Linked DNA regions of Mus musculus: regions 1, 2, 3 and 4 are each linked to region 5. A link is a contact called in public promoter capture Hi-C data. All regions are on one chromosome and are shown on one strand. Each heading gives the region's core, a stretch centred on a gene start, on an enhancer-like site or on the middle of the called end of the contact. The rest is flanking DNA. Distances are from core to core; before and after follow the strand shown. Region 1 holds the start of Prickle3 (prickle planar cell polarity protein 3). Region 2 holds the start of Otud5 (OTU domain containing 5). Region 3 holds the start of Gpkow (G patch domain and KOW motifs). Region 4 holds the start of Gripap1 (GRIP1 associated protein 1). Region 5 holds the start of Wdr13 (WD repeat domain 13).

Region 1 (2,700 bases), core at 46-2,545, 480 kb after region 5:
TCCCTGCAGGAATTGCAAGGCTGGCCGCGGGCAGGGTCCTCTGCCTCTGGAGGCTGTGGTGGGTGGGAGCAGATGCAAGAAGAAATAAGGTGTGGGAGGAGGGAGGAAGAAGTCAACGCCTGCTACTCCACTCCCAGGCTCACAACCGCAGGCTGGGGCCTGTCTTACTGGGGGCAGCGCTGGGCAGGCTGAGACCGCGCCTGGAGCGCGGGGGAGGAGGAAGCATTCAAATCAGAGGCAGGGCAGCTGAGACTACTTTCCTGTATTCCCTTTCCAGGGAATTCTTCTGTCTGGGCTGGTCTGTCCCTCTTTAGTTCTCAGACAGGTCTGTCAGAGAGAGAGTCCTCTACCTACTAGAGCAGAGACCCTAGTCTGGGCATTCCCTCCCAAGTCTCCCTTCAATATCCAGGGCTCCAGCAGCACTCCAGTCCCACAGGGCAGGCGTCTGAGAACCTCTCCTTTCCCTGGGATCCCTCATGGACTCTGGGCAATGCCATTCCCTCAGAAGTTCTCCCGCCCCTCCCCCAAACCCTGGCTCCATCTCTCCTACCTGAGGACCGCAGGCCATCCCTGCTCCATTCAGAAAGCCCTAGCCCAAGAAATCTTTCTCTTTACCCGTCATAGTTTAGGACTACTCTCTTTTTTGGTCCAGATTCCACCTTTCTTGGTTAAAGATCTTTCAAAACAAGAGAGACACCATCCTATCTAGGAGGTCAGCTTCCAGACTCCGATGGAAACCTGAAATTCTTCTGATCCTAAATCTTAGTTCATTGACTCTTGGTACCCAGGGATGAAGGACCCCCACTTTCACTCTACAGTCCTTCAATGTATGAGGTCCCTTAATCAGACACTCAGGATACCCCACTCTTGCTCAACCTCAAATCTCAAGCCCCTATTCTTTTCACCTTTCAGATTAATTCACAGATAAGGGGGGCATCCCCAGATTGCAACAGTGATAAAAGTATGAGGCGTGTTAGGGGCTTGAGCCACCATATCTACACGTTTTTGCATCCAGGATTCTACTTCAGTCTCTGTGCCCCAGTCTGGGAAAGCTGGGGAAGGGAGTTCCCAGATCCTCCCTTAGGGTGCCTCCCCTCTGTCCCGGTGCCCTGCCCCCCTCGCCTGGATCTTAGTTTACCCCTGACCCCCACCACTGTCCTGAGCCCTGCTCACCGCACGCCCAGAGCGGCGCCTCCGGGACCCACGCGCGAACATGGCGCGCCCAGACAGATTCAAGCACGGCTGGTTCCGACGAATGGAGTCGGCTGCCACGGCGCGTCGGGCCTGGCAGCTCTGTTCCGTAAACTTGACTTAGTGGGAGGAGCACGCTTTCTAGGGCCCGCCCCACGGCCTGTGTAGTGTCTCAGTCACCCTGGTGTCCCCTATCTAAAGGTGAGTGCCTTGCTGGAAAGCCCATTATTGGCGTTCATCCCAGGGCTAGAGCCGGAGCAGACTGTCAGAAGGCTGAGCCTTCAGTATCCCTCGGTGCCGCATGGCCTTTAGTGTTGGAAAGCCGGAAGCAAACGGTTTGGATGTGGAGACATGGTGAGAGTGTTACACTAGAGTGCTTGTTTCTAAGAATAGGGTCTTGAAAGCTTTGGGGGACAGGGGTCAAAGCCACCTCTTGGTCCCTTCCCAGGTTCTCTTTTCCCGGGGTGAGCGTTACAAGGACCATCCCAACTTCATCTTCAGTGGTAGCTGGTGTTCTGTGGCGCTCAGCATCCTGCTAGATCTGTTCCATTTTGGTACCAGCATAGTGGGGTATTCCTGTGACAACCTGACCATGTTTGGGGGAGGACTGTGGAAGGACTTTGGAACTTTGAGCTAGAAGATCCATTCGGTGTTAAAAGCTCTGTGGGATGTTGTGTAGGAGGCTGGAAGATAATGTTGAGAACAGTGCAGAAGATGGAGGTCTGGCTTGTGAAATTCCAGAGAAGATTAAAGACTCTTTTCAGGGCCATTGCTGTTTTGATTGTGAAGATTCTGTGGTTTTAGTTAGTTGGGGCTGAAGAATCAGCTGTGATTAACAAGATACCAGAACTATTAAAGGGAAAACTTTGAAGCCGGGAGTGGTGGCACACGCCTTTAATCCCAGCACTTGGGAGGCAGAGGCAGGTGGATCTCTGAGTTCGAGGCCAGCCTGCTCTACAAAGTGAGGTCCAGGACAGCCAGGGCTATACAGAGAAACCCTGTCTCGAAAAAAACAAAACAAAAACAAAACAAAGAGAAAACTTTGCATTACTGGGACTACTGATGCTGGTTAGCTGGAGCTAAGAAATTAGCCGTGATTAAGAAGAGACCAGCATCACTGAGGTGAAATCTTCTGGGAAGTGTTTTCTGAGAGCACAAAGAGGCTGTGTTCCAGAGATAGCCAAGGTTGTACCTTGTGCTGTGGCTGGACTTGGTAATGTGTAAGAGTCACCCAGGTGGCACTGGTTTTGTAGGCATGAAGGGGTCACGCAGAGCAGCTGAGGCTCGGCACTGAGAGAGGCCATGGGGCCAGTGGTGAAGGTGCAGCCTCAGTTGCAACTGATGGCCCAGGACAGAAGGGGTCATGCAAAGGAGTTGAGGCTTGGCACCATGAAGAGAGCCTATGAGAGGCTGTTGGTGAAGCCTAGTTACAGCAGAAGACAGTAGTGTTTGGAGATGCCAGTACCATGAGATGACCATTAAGGACAGCAGCAGCAGTGGAGTCCAGGC
Region 2 (2,700 bases), core at 133-2,632, 290 kb after region 5:
AGGCTTAGGACTCCTGAGGAGGCCACATGGCTGGTGAGCAGACTCAGCAAAAGAGAGAGGTCCTTCCTACATCAAGGGTTTAAGTTTCTTGGGTATGCTTAGACTATTTCTCTGAGGACACCACCTTAATTCGAGTTCTTTGCGGGAGGGAATCTCACACTTGTCCTAAAGGAAAAAGTTACTGAACCAAAGTCCCTTAGAGAGGCCTGAGAGCTTCCTCTAAGGAAGGGCTCCATCGTATCTGCGACTCCTGGGGAATTCCCAATGCCAGTCACTTAGAGAAGATCTCAGGACTGCAAAAGAGTACTTTAACTTACTTAACTTAGAGCCCCTATCAAGTCCTCGGGGGAAGCCATGCCTCCACCACCAGGAAAGAATGTCAAGCCCAGCATCAAGACCTGGGTTTCTTGGACCAATCTCAAACATTTTCTTGCGCTCCTTCTCAGCCTGGTAGACTCACTCGCTGTTTCTGCCCAACAGCCCCTCACCTTCCAGCCCTTACCTGTTCTACAGTGGCGGGATCCATGGCCTCGATTCGCGCTGCGGCAGCTTCATACTCGTCTTCACTGTTGTAGCCCGCTCCGACCTCTTCACGTTCCGGACTGGCCCCGCCAACTGCGCCAACGCCGGGAGCTTGACGCCGCCGCTTGCTGTGCCCGGGCCCCGAGCAGCAGCCGCCCACGCCCACGGTACCACCCACGCCCACCACCACCCCTGCCGCGCCCACCCCCGCAGTTGTCGCACCAAGAGCGTCACCAGGACCGCCGCCGGGGCCACCGGGGCCCCCACAAGGAGGTGGAGAAGCCTGCTGTGGCCGAGGGCCCGCGACTGCGCCAGGCGGCACGGCCAGTGCCCAACGATGAAGAGCACCAGGCGGCCCCGGGAGCGGGCCCTGAGGTGGCGGCGAAGCCCGGGGACGGGCCCCCACGACGCCGGAGTCACGGTCGCGCTCTCCTCCGCCCACACCCGTGCCGCCGCCACCCACGCCTACACCCGCACCGCGCCGAGGCGCCGGGGGCAGCGGCCCGGGCGGCGGCGGTTCGTTGGCCGGGTCGGCGTCGGGAGGTGGCGGCTTCTTTTTGGGGAGAATAGTCATGGCGGCACCGCCAAGTACCCCACAGCAAAGCAAACGCGGAGAACGCCGGGAGAGAACCCGGATGAGGGGGCTACGGTCGTGCGCGAGGCACGACGGGAACAGCAAGGCCTGGATAAAGAGATCAGGACACCGGTTCGAGGACCGCAGACGGGACGCGGGTCACGCCCAGGAGGAGATCCCGGATGTGAAGTCCAGTGGGACGGTACGGAGACGGATTGGTCGCAGCCTTGTCTCCCTCCAAGGCCGGCCGAGCTCTCTGCTACCTGGTTCCGGGATTCGGCTTCAGAGGAAACACAACCAAAACAAGCACCGCTTCGCCCCGCCCCTCCGCAGGTTCCTCAACTACCGGGTGGGGCTTCCTGGTTGTGCGCATGCACAACAGGACGCAGCCCCGCCCCCTGCACGGAAGTACGTGGGCAAAAGGCTCGCCCGCCGGGACGACTGCAGACACCAGCCAATTGAAGAGGCGCGTAAAGCCTTGACGACACCCACTGGCCAATCCGGGTTGAGCGCTCGTTCTCAAGTCCTCCGCCTCGAATTTCAAAGTCGGCAGCCTTCTTCCCAGCTTCTCCTTTCGGCTCCCAGTCTATGCTTTACTTTCCCCGAGGTTTGAGCTCAGAGGCGTCGGCACTGTGCATAAACAGAGCGGTCTGTCTTACTATATACAGTAAGACTCGGCTCTCCAAGGATTCCATCTGGAACTCAGTTACACTCACTGGAAAACATCAACATTCCCAGAGCACAGCGTCCCCTCTGGCGTCACTTCCTGTTCCTCCCATCCGCCAACCCAAGAGGGTGGGTCCTACTTCACCCTGGCAACAGTCGTAATCTTGCGGTGATTAGTTCCACGAAGCTGTCCATCACTTCAGATGGGCCAACCGATAGACAGACGTGCACCGTACTGATAGTGTTTGGCGGAAAAACACGCCTTCTCTGTCACCTCCGCCCTCTTACCCTCACGTTCACCTCTAGCGTCTGTCTATTGCGCAGGCTCGGTACAGGCTTTTCACCCCCCCTACCACCAAAACAAAACAAAACAAAAGTTTACTCAGGAAAAGAGAATATTTACGAAACAAGACTGTCAGCAGCTAGTGTCACCCAGTGGTGTTGGCAAACTCCTTGATATTGAGCAGCTAAAACGCTAATACTATCTTGGCCCTTAATGTCTGAGTGTTTGGAACAAGTCAGTTCACACCCAATCTAGTCTCTATTTCTACTTCTCTATAGATTAGCGATAACTTTTCTTTCTTTCTTTTTTTTTTTTATTTAGTTTTTTCGAGAAAAGGTTTCTCTGTGTAGCCCTGGCTGTCCTGGAACTCACTCTGTAGACCAGGCTGGCTTCAACTCAGAGAGATCCTCTTGCCTCTGTCTCCTGAGTGCTGGGATTAAACCACCACCCAGCAGCAATAATTTCTATGTGGTAGAAATGAAAGCCAATAAATGGCCGGGTTCTGTGCATTGTACACAGTAAGTGCTATATAAGTTAGAACCTGTGGTAGTGCAGAAAAATCCTGGACGTTGATTCCTTATAAGGAAAACATCAGTTCTAGGCACACGTGGATCATTATGAACTATTGACTTTGTACAAATCATTGTCTCTTTTG
Region 3 (2,700 bases), core at 53-2,552, 440 kb after region 5:
CAGGCCGGCAGTGGTGACGCATGACTTTAATTCCAGCAGCACTCAGGAGGCAGAAGCAGGAGGATCTCTGAGTTCAAGGCCTGCCCGATCTACAGGGTGAGTTCCAGGACAGCCAGGATGCAGAGGAACCCTGTCTTGACGCCCCCTCCAAAGAAAGAAAGTATAAATATCAAGATAGAAAGGAGGTTAGGAAACAAAGAAAATCAATTTCAATGGCCAGAAAGAAAGAAAGAAAGATCAATGCCCAGTCCTATGGACCATGTTCACAGGTTACTATTCACAGGTCCACTCGTTTTTTTTTTTTTTTTTTTTTTTTTGAGACATCTCACGATTTAGCTCAGGCTGGTCTTATAAACTCTCAGTCAGCCTGGTGCAATCCCCTAGTGCTGGAATTACAACCATGGATCTCTTTAAGTATGTCTTGTGGGAATCAGCCTTAGGCCTTCAACCACAATGGCCTAAAAATCACCATCTTTAGTCCAGATTCTTCCCGGTTCCGGGCCGGCAAGCTGCCTTTTACAAGTCCCCCACTTAGGCCTTTCGGACCTTTGTTTCTTACTTAATTATACTGCTGATGGCCTCCCCAGACTTGAATTTGCCTAGTTCTCCAAATCGGAGAAGCTCCCACAATTTCAGCTGAGACAGGAAGAATCCTGTCATTTTTCCCTCCTTTCCCTTTCTCAAAAGGCACACATACTCAAGTCCCAACGACATTTTTTCTGAGGAATCTATACCTCTGGTTCTCAGGCCCCATTTCACCCACCTAACAAACCTCCCTCTTCTTGCCCTTACATTCTTATGTTCTTCCTGTTTGTTTTTTAGTTGCCCAGGCTAGCGTTCAATTCCTGATCCTCCTGCGCCAGCCTCCCAGGTCCTGACTTATAGGCGTTTGCCGCCACTCCTGGTTACCTCCATAAATTTCCCGAGGCAGTGTTTCAGGCTTTCCAGGCCACTGTCACCAGGACAAACAACTCTTACTCTGCCCTCCTGCTTAAGCCCATTTCACAGATTTCCAAAACGCGAAAGACCCGGCGTTTCACCTCTGCAGCTTCCTCCCTTCCACGGTCGCCAAGAAATCTTTCTCCTCTGGGGCCTGTCTTTCGCTATCTCCGAGGTCTGCCAGTCGCCTCCGGACAGACGTGCGAGTGAACCCGAAAGAAATTGGAGCCATTGACGGGGCAGACGGCGGCGGACTCTCACGGCCCGCCATCTTCGCTCGAGTCACAGGCGAGCGCTCCGCTTGCTGGGAAGTTTAGCTCGAGCCGTGAGGGGCTGGCCGGGAAACGTAAGAATCAATCCCAGCATGCAACGCCTCAAAGACAAGTGCCTTGTAGCCGTGGGAAACAGGAATCAGGGCGCAGAAACTCTTTGAAACGTCATAGGAACGTGCCATACGGCATCCTGGGAAATGTAGTTCTCAGTGGTATAGCCGCTGTGGAAGATTGATTAGGTTATTCCTCGGTATTCAACCGCTATGAATTCAGTTCTAGAGTATCCTATACCCTTTCCCGACATCCTCAGGCACCATGCACGCATGTGATGCACGAACATAAATTCAGGCAAAATGTTTATATACACAAAACAAAATAAATAAAACTCATAATGTGCTTCCACAATGTGAACCTTACTGATAGAGGCTGGAGGCTTCCAGGGCTAGGTCTACTTTAGCAGATGAAAGCAGTAAACCATGGAGACAACAATTACATCAGGCAAATAAAAGTTACATTTACTGCCGGGCAGTGGTGGCGCACACCTTTAATCCCAGCACTTGGGAGGCAGAGGCAGGCGTTCAGGACAGCCAGGGGTACACAGAGAGACCTTGTCTCGAACCCCCCCCCCCAAAAAAAAAAGTTTCATTTACACAAGATGACTTAATGGGTAATAGTGTCTGCTACAAAAGCTGAAGACCTGAGTTCTTGAAGATCCTACATAGTAAAAAGATAGAGTTAGCCACTAGTTGCCTCTGACGGCACCACAAGTGCCATGCTATGCATGAACACATATACATGTAAACATGAACAAATGAATAAAATATGAAAACAAATTTTATCTAATTATATGTAAAGTGAATAACTGTGCAGTGGCTGGTTTTGTGTGTCAACTTGAGACAAGCTGGAGTAGTCAGAGAGGAAGGAGTCTCAGTTGAGGAAATGCTTTTTTTTAAAAAAAGATTTATTTATCTATTATTATCTGTAGCTGTTTTCAGACACTCCAGAAGAGGGAGTCAGATTTCATTATAGATGGTTGTGAGCCACCATGTGGTTCCTGGGATTTGAACTCAGGACCCATTTGGAAGAGTAGTCAATGCTTTTAACCACTGAACCATCTTGCCAGCCCCGAGGAAATGCTTCTATAAAATCCAGCTATAGGGCATTTTCTCAATTAGTGATTAATAGAGGAGGGCCTAGCCCATTTGGGTGGTGTTATCCCTGGGCTGGTGGTCCTGGGTGCTGTAACAAAGCAGGTTGAGCATGCCACAGGGAGCAAGCCAGTAAGCAGTACCCATCCAGGTTCCTGCCGTGTTTGAGTTCTTGTCCTTCAATGATGAACAGTGATGTGAAAGTGTAAGCCAAATAAAACCTTTTCCTCCCCAACTTGCTTTTTGGTTATGGTGTTTCATTGAAGCAATAAAACCTTGACTAATATACGTAGAGAATGCAATAGAAAAATATCCATAGTGCTGGAGAGATGGCTCAGCAG
Region 4 (2,700 bases), core at 105-2,604, 340 kb after region 5:
GCTTAGCTACTATAGGATCTTTCTTATTCTGTTCTCTTCAGGACCCCAATAGCATTTCTCCTAATCTTTGGCCAACTGGAATACCTTTCTATTCACCTTGAAGTCCCTCTCCAAAGCCCAATAGTATCTCCTTACACATGGCTCAAATAGGATAAACGTTCCTTGCTCAAGTATCTATCTATCCACTTTTTACAAGATGTCTTCAATGGGGGTGACATTATGTCTGTCCTTCAGGATCTCTCAAATGCCCTTGGGCGGGCCAGTTGAACTAGTTTTATTCAGAATCTTCTGCAATTTCCAGTGGTCCTCCCCATTTATGGTCCAATGAGCTCACTCTTACATCTTCAGTGTCCCTCAAGCAGACTAACTAGCTCCCAGGCCAATCGAATATTTCTGCTCCCTCAAGTGTTCTGCCCCCAACCTATAGGACTCTAAGGTTTCCCCATTTCAGTCTTTCCCACTAAGGCTCCCTCACTAAGTGTCCATTCATTATGCAGTGCTTCTATTCCCTCTCGAGATGCCTGGAAAAGGATCAACAAGTCAGAGGACCAGGTCAGACTACTCCCCCAAACCCAGTGATGTCCCCTTCCCTGAACTCCCAAAGTATCAGTTTATAAATATCCTCCGGCCCTTCCTCTAATCTGAGTTAATGGTATTACCTACTCAGAATGCTCATCACCCTGGGTCTAAAGGAATCATCCCAATCCATGCAATTATGCCAACCCCTCCTCTTAGGATCTTCTAGCATCAATGGCACAACAACTCTAGGGAAGAGATCCACGGTCTTTCCCTACTCCCCTGGCTTAGTAGTATTGGTATCTCCCACAAACTTTCCACCTCCCAGTAGTTCATGGTCTTGTCCTGTCAAATAACCAGAGGCTTCCCCCCTCCCCATGACGCAAATGCCTGCTTCTTTTCTCTCCCGACCAAATAATTTCTCCTCAGAATCTCCATCCTTTAAAGTCTAACATCATCACCATTTAATGGTATGCCCTACACATGGACCCAAAGATCCCATCCCGATTCCGGACTGAGAAAGGTATCGCCTAAAGACGTTCTACATTCCTTTTGAAAAGCTAAAAGAATCCAACCTTCAGAACCCACATAGAATCTTCGAAATCACTAAGATCGCCACTCAGAGCCTCGGTTTCCCTTCTCCAGACCACCCCCTTATACTTAAGACCCATTCCAACCAAATCTTCAGAACCGATGGCTGGTCTTGTCTCTACCCCGCCCCCAGTCTACTAGACGGGTGGTCTTCCCCACATCCAGCGGCACCTGCATCCGTTGAAACTCCTCTTCAGACAGAGCTTGCGCCATGTTCCTCCCCCCATCCCCCGCAAGCTTTGTGCGCAGCCGCAGCTTCTGCGGCCTGTCAGTGCTAAGGTCGGAGCGAACCACTGACCAGTAATTGGAGGGGAAGAAACCTAATTCAAATGTTCAGCATTTTAGAGATGGAAAGAAGAGAATGATGCTCAAAGGTCAGACAAATTTTACTTTGATTTTTACAGAATTGTAAATTGTCTGTTATGGCTTTTGAGCATTTATAGATTACTCATTGCTATGCGACATTATGGTATCCCTGTATCTTGGGTGGACTCGTCGGGAGGGAAGTAATCCTCTGACGGAAAATTACCCTTCCGCGACGCTCCTTTAAAGAGAAAGTGACTTAATAATCAAGGAAGTGAAAGCGGAAGCTTCCTCGGGTCTTGTTCCGGCCCTCCTACGGGTGACCCCAAAGGGGAATCCCGCCTCACGTAAAGTCCTTGACCACCCACCCCTCATTTTTTTTTAAAAAAAGGTCTGACAATGATTTTTATTAACACAGTGCTTTATCTCATATTAGGGAAAAGATCTAGTCATTGAGAAAGCTAAAAATTCACGAGGAGAACAGTAGCGAATAAAACAAAACCAGAAAAGTCCATTAAAAATAAAAACAAAAGCTAGCTCCATGGAAAAGAGTCCGGTAGCACACTCAAGGTTCTGGCTGTGCTCCCCAACGCCGAAACAAAACATCAGAAACAAGGATTTAAAAGCGCTCTAACCATCGCCGACCTGAAAGCAAGTGTTGCTCAGTGTATTCTCATAGAAATGAAATGATTTCCCTGCTATGGGAAATATATTCAAGCAGGGCCTTTGTAAATTGAAAGATTTTATTGATATAGGCTCTCTCTCAATATAAATGCAGTCATTTAAAACGATACCATTCTTAGACTTTTCAGACACCTATGTCGTCACAATCCAGGGAGAACACTTCCATCACTCCTTAAAGGTTCTTTCAATCCATCCTCTTTCTACAGCCAGAACAACATTGTTTCTTTTGGTGCTATAGTACATTTGTCTATTGTAGAATGTGATTCAATGTATTCCTTTTGTATTTCCATTTATTTTTCGCTTTTGGCTGTTGCAATTCATCCAAGTTGTGTTATCAGATTTTTTTCTTTTGTTAGTGAATAGATTTTTTTTTTTGAGGCAGGGTTTCTCTGTATAGTCCTGGCTGTCCTAGAACTGGAAAGTTGGAGTTTATTAAGAAACAGTTCTTTTTTTTTTTTTTTTCTTCTCCAAGACAGGGTTTCTCTGTGTAGCCCAGATGTCCTGGAACTCACTCTGTAGAACAGGCTGGCCTCACCACTGCCCAGCTAAGAAACAGTTTTTATTTGGGTATGGTGGCACACACCTTTAGTGGTCCAGCCAGAGCTC
Region 5 (2,700 bases), core at 105-2,604:
ATGCATGCAAGCTACTTAAACAGTGTCCAGCACTCTATCCGATGAATACTTAGGGTCTTGTTAAGGCTACATGTTTGTGCCAAGAAATAATTTATTCTTTTTAAGCTATATTGCAGGGGATATTTTAAAACACTGATAGGGTGACAGAGGAGATACCAATAGGATTCACTTACCTATTTTTTATTCCTCACTTCAGGCAACCTAAAAAGACATTATTTAGTTGATGGTTAGTTTTTTGTCAGCTTGACACAAGTTATGGTCACTTGGAAAGAAGGACCCTTAACTGAGTCTCTATCAGACTGTCCTATGGGGATACCTGCAGGGGCATTTTCTTGCCTAATAACTGTTGTGGGCAGGTGAGTCTGGGTTGAAGAAGCAGGCTACAGCAAGCCTTGAGAAGCAAGCCGATAAGCAGTGTTCCTCCATGATCTCTGCTTCAGTTCCTGGCTTGATTTTCAGCCCTGAGCTATCTCCATCCTGCTTGCTTGCTTTTTTTTCTTTTCTTTTTTTGACACAGGGTTTCTCTGTATAGCCCTGGCTGTCCTGGAACTCACTTTGTAGACCAGGCTGGCCTTGAACTCAGAAATCCGCCTGCCTCTGCCTCCCAAGTGCTGGGATTAAAGGCGTGCGCCACCACGCCCGGCGCTTGCTTGCTATTTAAAGTATGTAGTCCAGGATGTAGTCCTGGATTTGACTACATAGGCCAGACTGCATTCGAACTCATGATCCTCCTGCCACTCTATCCCCTACATCACCCTCTTCTAGGATTACCATTATGCTAGACTAAACATCTTGAATTTCAACCTTGGAATTTCTGTTTTTGACACTGAGAGGAATACTCAAGATACAAATTCTAGCTTAAGGTGAATATAACAGACGATTGGGATACTTTCCTTTCCTTAGGTCACAGCCCCAAAGCTTGTTTTCCTAATTGCATATTTTTATTAAGATACTCAAGTTTCCTAGGGGTAACCATTCAAGTCCAGTTAGTCCCAGTGAAGATACACATGGATTCTTCCCATCGCATAGGTGTTTAGAGATTCATCACTGCGCTAGGAACTAGAGAATGTTCCAGGAGTCAGTCTCTGCATATATTTTATTTGCCTGGCCAAATGTGTGCTGCTAAGAAGCAGCCTAAACCACTTTCATGAGAAAGTCTTATTTCTGATTTTTAGCTAGTGGTTGGCACACGCATTCTTGTCCTTCTGATCACAGTACATTATCCCTGTGTATACAAAAGGTGTCAAGAGGGAAATGAATAGAACTCAAGGGGTGGAGCCTCGGTCCTTGTATGGGAAACTACAGTCCTTTAATGCGCCTGCGAGGCTCCCACGCCCCGGGAAAGGTTCCTATCGATTTGCTCTGTGCTCCGCAGCTCTTTCTCGTTGCAGGCAGCCATCTTGCCTGGAGCTTGAGACAGGGAGAAGAGAGAGAAGGAACCGGTGACACTGGGCTCAGGGTCGCCGGGGGGGGGGGGCGCCTCAAGAGCTAGGGGTAGCCCCGGAGGTGGTCCTGGATCCTGAGCTATGCTCTAGGACTAGAAAAGGGAAGGCGGAGGGCAGAAGGCTTGATGGGTGGGGAATGTCAAACAAGACTTGCTATGGGGGGGAGGGGCGTTGCTACGGCAACTGGAGAGGGCGGGGTCATGTCTGAACTGCTGCTGTGAGTCACCGGAGTGCTGCCCAGGAAAGGCAGGGCTGGGGTGATGACCACGCTAACGACCCAGTGGGATTTCGCGACATCACCTGTGTGGAGGGACTTCGTGTCTATGGCAACTGTCACCTGGTGGGCGGAACTAGATTTTCTCTGCCTGGGACGCTGACATTCCAAGCCCTTGCCCTGCAGGCTCCCGCAGGCAGACAAACCAAAGAAGGAAGCCAGGGAATGGCCGCGGTGTGGCAGCAAGTATTAGCAGTGGACGCGAGGTGAGGCGTGGGGTTGGAGCCCATGGGAGAGGAACTTACTGTGGTGCATGAGCAATGGCGATAAGTGCAGCTGGGCGGAGAAGTTGGCTGGTGCGGCTGCGTGAGCATGCGCAGTAGCTTGGTGTGGGATAGTCCTGCGGTTAAGTGGCCTGGGCTGGAGCCGGTTCTAAAGAGCATGCTGGGAAAATGCGGTTTGAAATGGACATGCGCAGACTGTCTTTGAGTGGGTAGTGGAAGTCAGGCTGGTGACTTCCTATCTAGTCCCTCATTGCTTATCCTCTTCCCCAACTTTTCTCGATATCACTACCCTACTATTATTACAATTGCTACCCCATACTAACCTCTACCGTTATCTGACCCTAACCTCCATTGTTGTACATTACCAATCTGACGTATGTCATCATGCTAGACTGATATTACAGCTGGCCCAGACTGACCCCAACAGAGCTGCAAATTGACTATATTGTCGCTAGAGTGATCTTTTCATCATAACCACTAATTATTGCATAATTGCCCCCCATCACAATCCCAAGAGAAATCCCCCTTTGCTGCTCTTGTTCACTCTTACCATCCCAGTCACTGCCAAACCTTGTACCACCTCGAGCTGATTTATTCCCTCTGTCCTGTGCCTGCTGCCTGCCCTGCCTCCTGGACCCCACAGGTACAACGCCTACCGTACACCAACGTTTCCACAGTTTCGGACCCAGTATATCCGCCGGCGCAGCCAGCTGCTTCGGGAGAATGCCAAAGCTGGTCACCCCCCAGCATTGCGTCG

What was found. Promoter capture Hi-C pulls out the DNA fragments that hold promoters and counts their contacts. Capture Hi-C pulls out chosen DNA fragments and counts their contacts.
Region 1: a promoter capture Hi-C map of liver shows a contact between it and region 5. The contact joins the promoter of Prickle3 here to the promoter of Wdr13 in region 5. A contact is called at or near these places in 3 of 39 promoter capture datasets (embryonic stem cells, liver and pre-B cells) and 2 of 9 other capture datasets (adipose tissue and liver).
Region 2: a contact with region 5 is called in a promoter capture Hi-C map of liver. The contact joins the promoter of Otud5 here to the promoter of Wdr13 in region 5. A contact is called at or near these places in 23 of 39 promoter capture datasets (the 3T3-L1 cell line, 3T3-L1-derived adipocytes, the C10 cell line and 13 more), 2 of 484 Hi-C or Micro-C datasets (embryonic stem cells and erythroblasts), 9 of 115 datasets of contacts at active chromatin or transcription factors (the SCID.adh cell line, astrocytes, bone marrow-derived dendritic cells and 5 more) and 5 of 9 other capture datasets (adipose tissue, embryonic stem cells, liver and 2 more).
Region 3: a promoter capture Hi-C map of adipose tissue shows a contact between it and region 5, with 2.8 times the contacts expected there. The contact joins the promoter of Gpkow here to the promoter of Wdr13 in region 5. A contact is called at or near these places in 4 of 39 promoter capture datasets (fetal liver, hippocampal neurons and liver), 3 of 115 datasets of contacts at active chromatin or transcription factors (astrocytes, effector CD8 T cells and memory CD8 T cells) and 2 of 9 other capture datasets (adipose tissue and liver).
Region 4: a promoter capture Hi-C map of pre-B cells shows a contact between it and region 5. The contact joins the promoter of Gripap1 here to the promoter of Wdr13 in region 5. A contact is called at or near these places in 11 of 39 promoter capture datasets (the 3T3-L1 cell line, 3T3-L1-derived adipocytes, the C10 cell line and 7 more), 4 of 115 datasets of contacts at active chromatin or transcription factors (cardiomyocytes, kidney, memory CD8 T cells and 1 more) and 3 of 9 other capture datasets (adipose tissue, embryonic stem cells and liver).

What each region holds. Positions count from the first base shown.
Region 1 is chrX:7,655,974-7,658,673 of GRCm38.p6, reverse strand. Prickle3 (prickle planar cell polarity protein 3) reads right to left here and starts at 1,295. Exons shown (of 9, transcript NM_001290624.1): 1 at 1,174-1,295; 2 at 1-53. The coding sequence starts at 1,215.
Region 2 is chrX:7,840,513-7,843,212 of GRCm38.p6, reverse strand. It overlaps Otud5 (OTU domain containing 5), which reads right to left and starts at 1,382. Exons shown (of 9, transcript NM_138604.3): 1 at 503-1,382. The coding sequence starts at 1,096.
Region 3 is chrX:7,695,736-7,698,435 of GRCm38.p6, reverse strand. It overlaps Gpkow (G patch domain and KOW motifs), which reads right to left and starts at 1,302. Exons shown (of 11, transcript NM_173747.3): 1 at 1,041-1,302. The coding sequence starts at 1,210.
Region 4 is chrX:7,788,647-7,791,346 of GRCm38.p6, reverse strand. Gripap1 (GRIP1 associated protein 1) reads right to left here and starts at 1,354. Exons shown (of 26, transcript NM_001290455.1): 1 at 1,279-1,354. The coding sequence starts at 1,320. It overlaps Gm39487 (a long non-coding RNA gene), which reads left to right and starts at 1,407. Exons shown (of 3, transcript XR_003953042.1): 1 at 1,407-1,481.
Region 5 is chrX:8,131,512-8,134,211 of GRCm38.p6, reverse strand. It overlaps Wdr13 (WD repeat domain 13), which reads left to right and starts at 1,354. Exons shown (of 9, transcript NM_026137.5): 1 at 1,354-1,925; 2 at 2,587-2,700. The coding sequence starts at 1,885.